2 separate regions of the Zea mays genome follow, and region 2 is linked to region 1. Evidence: chromatin contacts called from public Hi-C data. All regions are on one chromosome and are shown on one strand. The core of a region is the stretch at or near the end of the contact, and the rest is flanking DNA. Distances in the headings are between cores, read along the strand shown.

The links. A called contact is a pair of places that touch in the nucleus more often than the background predicts.
Region 2: a Hi-C map of endosperm shows a contact between it and region 1, with 3 times the contacts expected there. The contact joins the promoter of LOC100383608 here to the promoter of LOC100272851 in region 1. A contact is called at or near these places in 2 of 25 Hi-C or Micro-C datasets (ear and endosperm).

What each region holds. Positions count from the first base shown.
Region 1 is chr10:110,013,643-110,016,575 of Zm-B73-REFERENCE-NAM-5.0, reverse strand. LOC100272851 (eukaryotic translation initiation factor 3 subunit 3) reads right to left here and starts at 1,571. Exons shown (of 12, transcript NM_001147304.1): 1 at 1,264-1,571; 2 at 1,076-1,173; 3 at 710-826; 4 at 474-577. The coding sequence starts at 1,273.
Region 2 is chr10:110,681,007-110,683,939 of Zm-B73-REFERENCE-NAM-5.0, reverse strand. LOC100383608 reads right to left here and starts at 1,545. Exons shown (of 1, transcript NM_001176256.2): 1 at 1-1,545. The coding sequence starts at 1,384.

The sequences.
Region 1 (2,933 bases), core at 322-2,821:
AACAGTCCTTGATTTAGGTAGGATAATAAATCTGTGAAGTCATTTTAGCACGTGAATTTTCAAAATTGTTAGTTTCAACAGGTAGAATATCAAAGACATTATCCACCAGTTCTCGGTACCACATAACAGAAAATGTATCTCGCAATTTCATTTAAAGCTACTTCATACGTGCCTATATTGTTCTGCTGCATAATAAAAATAAAACATAAAAAACATAGTAAAATTAAAGTGATATGAAGAGACACTTATGGCCAAGAAAAAGGTCAATTGTGAACATATCAGTCATACATACTCAAGAGCTACTATTTACTTGTCCAAGATCATTAAATATATAATCCACAAGTAGCCAAGAAGATGAATTTTGTGTCAATGTGCATGTCAAAAGAACTCAATCCACCACTGATTATTTCTAAATCAATTGAATATTGATATGGTACTAGATATTAGATTAAATTGAAATTAGCTTAGCTTACCATCCAATAGTATTGTTGTCAACATTAACTTCCCTCAAACACCTCATCATCTCAAGCTGATAATTGGCACCATCTGCATCTGCTTCATCATCCTCTTCCCTCATCTTCAGTAAAAAATAGTAAGATAGCCATTAGCCTATAAAATGTGAAAGAACAACTACTACCCTGGAAGACCTTAGCAGAAAAATACATAATCAGTACAGAGCTGCTTAGAATGTTAAGGAGCAAGGGCTCACAGGGAATGGAAAACAGTTGGTCACTTCCAGAACACTACCGACATCCAAACCAAGCAATTGACCTGTAACTAAAGCAGGCGCAAACTCCTCACAGTGCTTAATGATCTTCAGTACAGCCTGCAAAAATAGCATTATTGTGAAAACAAATAACACAGTGCTTGTGGAATTAAGATACAAAGAATGCTTCCTGCTACAGGGAAATTTATCCCCTAAAAGGAAAGGGTTTACTTTCCCCTGATTTCGATCCCCAATACATCTGACTCTATGCGAACAGATTCGTCCTCTGAGCACGCCTAAGTTTCTCAAATCTCGAATGCCAAAACGCAAGCACAAACAGCAGACTGGGTGGGGTTCGGAAGTAATTACCAGGCCCTCCATCTGGACGACACGGAGCGGCGTCCGCGTCTCCTCGGTGACCGTAGACACGGCCTGCAGGAACGACCTCACTCCTCCCGGTGCCGCTGCTGCAAGCCAGCCAACCAGATCCAAGGTTAGCGCACGAGATGACGAGAGAGAGGCTAAGGAAAGGCTTCGGAAAATCGGAAGTCCCTTACAGTTAGCCATGGCAGCTCGTAGATCGTTGGGCGGCGGTGCGCTGGCGTGAGGATGCGTGCGCGCTTGGAGGAACGGATCGAGGGAAAGGAGAGCGGCGGCTGGGAATTCTAGGGTTTTTTGTCTGCGGGGAGAGCAGAGAGCAGGACGTTCGAGTCCAGTTGATATATATAAGGTGGGGCGCGGATCTGCTCGGTTCGTTAAAAAAGATTTAAATCTCTTATATTGAAACCGGATAGGGATTCACGCGGAGTCCGCACTCCACGAATTCGGCAACGCGCGTGCCGACGCGTTCTGTGCCTGGATTTGCTTGGATCCAAAATCGTCGTCTCCAACCGTTCTCCCACATTTCTTCATCTATCTCACCACGGGTCATGTCCCCGCGCGCAACAACCTCCGCCACATTTGTCGCCAACAACCTCCCGCCGCGCCCGCCGCATGGTGCCGGCCATCCGCCCCTGCCATCCTCATTTTATACAGATTTACTCTGTTAGTAAAAATATGGTTGATACTATTGATCCTTCTATCATATTGGCTAATTTTGTTCTTTTTTCCTCATGTAATGCAATGTAACGCAGAGGGAGATAAAAATCCCAGTCCTTGTTGGGATTACAGTACTATTTATTGTTCACGTTATTGGTGCTACGAGAATGGGTACCTTATAATACCTCACCGGCCGGCCAAACAAATGTAATATGGTGAGTGGTGACTACAAACAACGTTGAATGTCCAATCTGTATTTGACTTTTGGTTCTGAATGATTCAGAATACAATCTGTTGTTCAGCCAGTGAAAGCCTCAAGGCTATCCACATAAAGCCAGCTCGCCTATTGCAGTCATTATCTATACCTAAATGTAAATGGGAGAAGATTAGTATGGATTTTATTACTGGACTTCCTATTACTAAAAAAGGCAATGACTCAATATGGGTGATTGTGGATCGACTCACTAAGAGAGTGATTGATTTTTATGGACTAATGTTTAGTCCCTACATTTTATTCCATTTTAGTATCTAAATTGTCAAATATAGAAACTAAAGCTCTATTTTAGTTTCTGTATTTGACAATTTAAAGACTAAAATAGAATAAAATAAAGGAACTAAAGATTAGTCACTCAAAACCAAACACCCTCTAAATCAGCTCATTTTCTGCATGTCAAAACAACGTATAGATCACTGAAGTATGCAGACATTTATATCGCGGAAATTATTCGACTACATGGAATTTCAAAAACCATTGTGTCGGACCCTAGGACACAATTTACCACTCACTTTTGGGAACAACTACAGAAAGGTTTGGGGACTAAGCTCGTGCATAGCTCAGCTTATCACCCTCAAACATCGGGACAGACCAAGAGGATAAATCGGATTCTCGAAGATATGCTAAGAGCTTGTGTGCTATTGTCGAAAGGATCATGGGAATCGTGGCTACCGTTGGACGAGTTTTCCTACAACAAACGTTACCAAAGCACCATAAAGATGGCACCATTTGAAGCATTGTACGGAAGAAGGTGTAGAATGCCTGTCAATTGGGTCGAAGCCGGAGAACGAAGATTCTATGGCAACGACTTAATTAAAGATACAGTTGAAAAGTTATCGAGTTTATGTTATACGAATATGAACTATAACATTTAACATTTAACTCATCATAATCACATTACTCTACATTTATGAG
Region 2 (2,933 bases), core at 296-2,795, 670 kb before region 1:
ACAACCTGAGATAGTTCATCACATAGCGTGTCATTGGGTGGATCTCACCAGCCATCATGGGTCGCCGCGATGACTCCTGCTGTAGGACCTTCCCAAACTCAAGAAGGGTACCCTTGACCGCGTCACCAAGCCTTTCAAGAACCCCCTCCAGATCATGGATGACATCACCCCCATAACTCCCAAAGAACAGCTCCTTTAGTTCAGGGATCACCTCAGCAAGCGCCTCATACATGTCAAGGATCCGGGAAAGCTTCTCGGGCGAGCGAGTGCACACAGAGACAGCATCCCCAAAGTTACGGATCTGCATGATGCAGCACTTGGTGGACTCCACAAAGCACTCATCCCGGAGCTCGTCGGACACAGCAAGCACCTGGTCACAGAGCCGGCGCTCACCGGTGAGCAGGCAGCGAACAACTGTCTTGACCCCATGCACCCACTTCTTCATCTTGTCATTGAGATGCTTCCACTCGATGCGCTGCACCTCATCGATACTGAGCCGTTCCACACCGAGCACGGTGAGGCACTCATCGAGCAGGTCACGCCGGATGGCACAGTATACCTGCGCGAGCTCACTGTCATACCCCGCGTGCAGCATCCGGTCAGCGATGGCGCGTATCTCATCGATGGCGTCCGGACGCACGAGGTCGAAGACCTGGTCCTCGAAGGGGTTGTTCCCCGCGATGCTGGCGCTGCGGGCGGTGTCCGGGCCGGCGCCGGCGCCGCCGTCCTGGCTGTGCGGGGTGGCGGGATCGAACTCGGAGGAGGTGTCGAGGTCGTCCATGGAGCCGAGGGAGAGGCGGCGGAGCGAGCAGTAGAGGCCGCTGGCGTCGAGCGGCACCGAGTGGCGGAGCATGAGGTGGCGGAGCTCGTCCTCGAGGCGCGACATGGCGAGCTGCACGGCGACCCCGGCGCGGGCGGAGACGGCGGGGGCGGAGAGGTGGTCGACGGCGACGTCGACGGCGGCGAGGTAGTGCGCGGCGTCGTCCTCGGGGGCCTCGAACACGAGCGCCTCCGGGGTGGTGTCCCAGAGGTGGATGAGCTGCTCAGCGGCGTCGAAATCTGCGAGCGAGGAGGAGGAGGTGGAGGAGGAGGGTTCCTGCTCACCGGGGGGCTCGGCTGGGTCCGCGTCGGAGGCGGCGGCGGGGGACGGGGACGGGAAGAGGTCGGAGGTGATGGAGGAGAGGCGGTGGTCGAATCCGGAGAGGATGCGGATCATGTCGTCGGCGGCGTTCTTGGACGTGGCGAGCGACTTGACGATGTGCTGCGCCGCCGCCAGGACCTTGTCGTCGCCGACAACGGAGGCGGGCACGGGGACGGGGACGGGGAGCTCGCCGCCCTCCCCCACCTCCCGCCTCCGCGCAGGGGACGACGAAGGGGACGACATCACCGGCGACTGCGGGCGAGCTAGGGTTTGGGAGTGACGCCGCGCGGCTTGGCTTGGGCCTGTGGCCTGGGGGCCGGCGGCTGGTGGTGAGTGGAAAGGCACGGTGAAAAACGGATTGCTGCTGCTGGTGGCGGGCGGATCGATGCTGAAGGAGATTGTTGGAAGCAGAGGACGGCAGTCGGCAACAATGTTGCCGGCTGGCCTGCTTGGTGTAGGAGATGGGAGATGAGAGCCCACACCCCACAGCAAAGCCAATATGGTCAATGGACAGAGGGGTCCTTGCTCCACTCCAAGCAGCCCAACATTGAAAACCCTACTGTTCTGTGAACAAATCTGTGTAATTTGCACCGGAACCACAAGGAAATCGAATTATAAATAAATATGTCTCCTGCAGCTGCAGATCTGTCCGTGGCTTTGAACTGAACAAAAGCTCACGGGGCGGGCAGGGAAGTTCGATTCAAGAGATGCGGCCGATGACGCGAGGCAGATCTTTTCTTTTCTGTCCCCGTGAGGCTATGGCTATTCGATTCGATCGAATCGAATTTGCCACGTCATGGGGCTTGTCTGCGCCCCAGACGAGATCATACTACTACGTATAGTAGTATCATCACCTGTTCGTCGCCAGCATTAAATTAAAGCCTTTTCTTCACCTGCTACTTTCAATTATAATCACCCGAAGACACGATGATTAAGGACCGACCATCATCGCTTGCCCTGCAACTGCAACTGCATGGCTAGGAGGACACGATGATTAATAGTTGCTCTCGATCCACCGCAAAGAAGACGCCCAGCCAGAACGAGGCATCTCGTGAGCTTGGACGGAGACAGCAGAGGAGCACAGGCAACACGGAGGGAGGGGGGTGGTTTCCAATCATTCAGTGAGAGCTGGCGTAGCACACGTTCACAATCACATGCTCGCGGCACTGCAGTGAACTCTGCGTGGCAGGCAGCCGCAAGTGTAGCAAGTTCCGGATCTCGCAGGCCATTCTCTGCAAAAACAAATGTACGGCGCCGGTTCCGCTCGTAGGACAAGGTTTGTGACTGCAAGTCAGCTATGGTTTGTGAATTGTGACTGCAAGTGAGCTATCGGGATCGGGCAACACGTCATATACAACCTCATTTTAATGTGAGGTCTCTTGAAAAGTCTTTAAAAATTAATTGAAAAAAAATTATAAGAGACATGTTTTTGTCAAGAGCTCGTCTTTATACGATTCTTCATACATATTGTTTTTTAACTGCATTTATGATATAGAGACTTAGGGTTGTATCGTGTAATCTATTAGTGGTACCTTGTGTTGGAAAAAATCGATACGTGGTCTCATGGTTAGTTATACATGCCCTAATGTGTACCAGCATCTCAAAAGCTCTTTGACTGGTCTACTTTCACACCGGCTGCGGATTCACAAAAGACGCGGTGCCAGGCAGATGCAGATCCTAGTACGTATATGCGGATGATTACTGATCTACGCGTGCCCATGCACGCGCAAATATAACCATGTTCTAACCACAATCCGTCACAAGATATAGGAGATATAGCTAGTATCTAGAC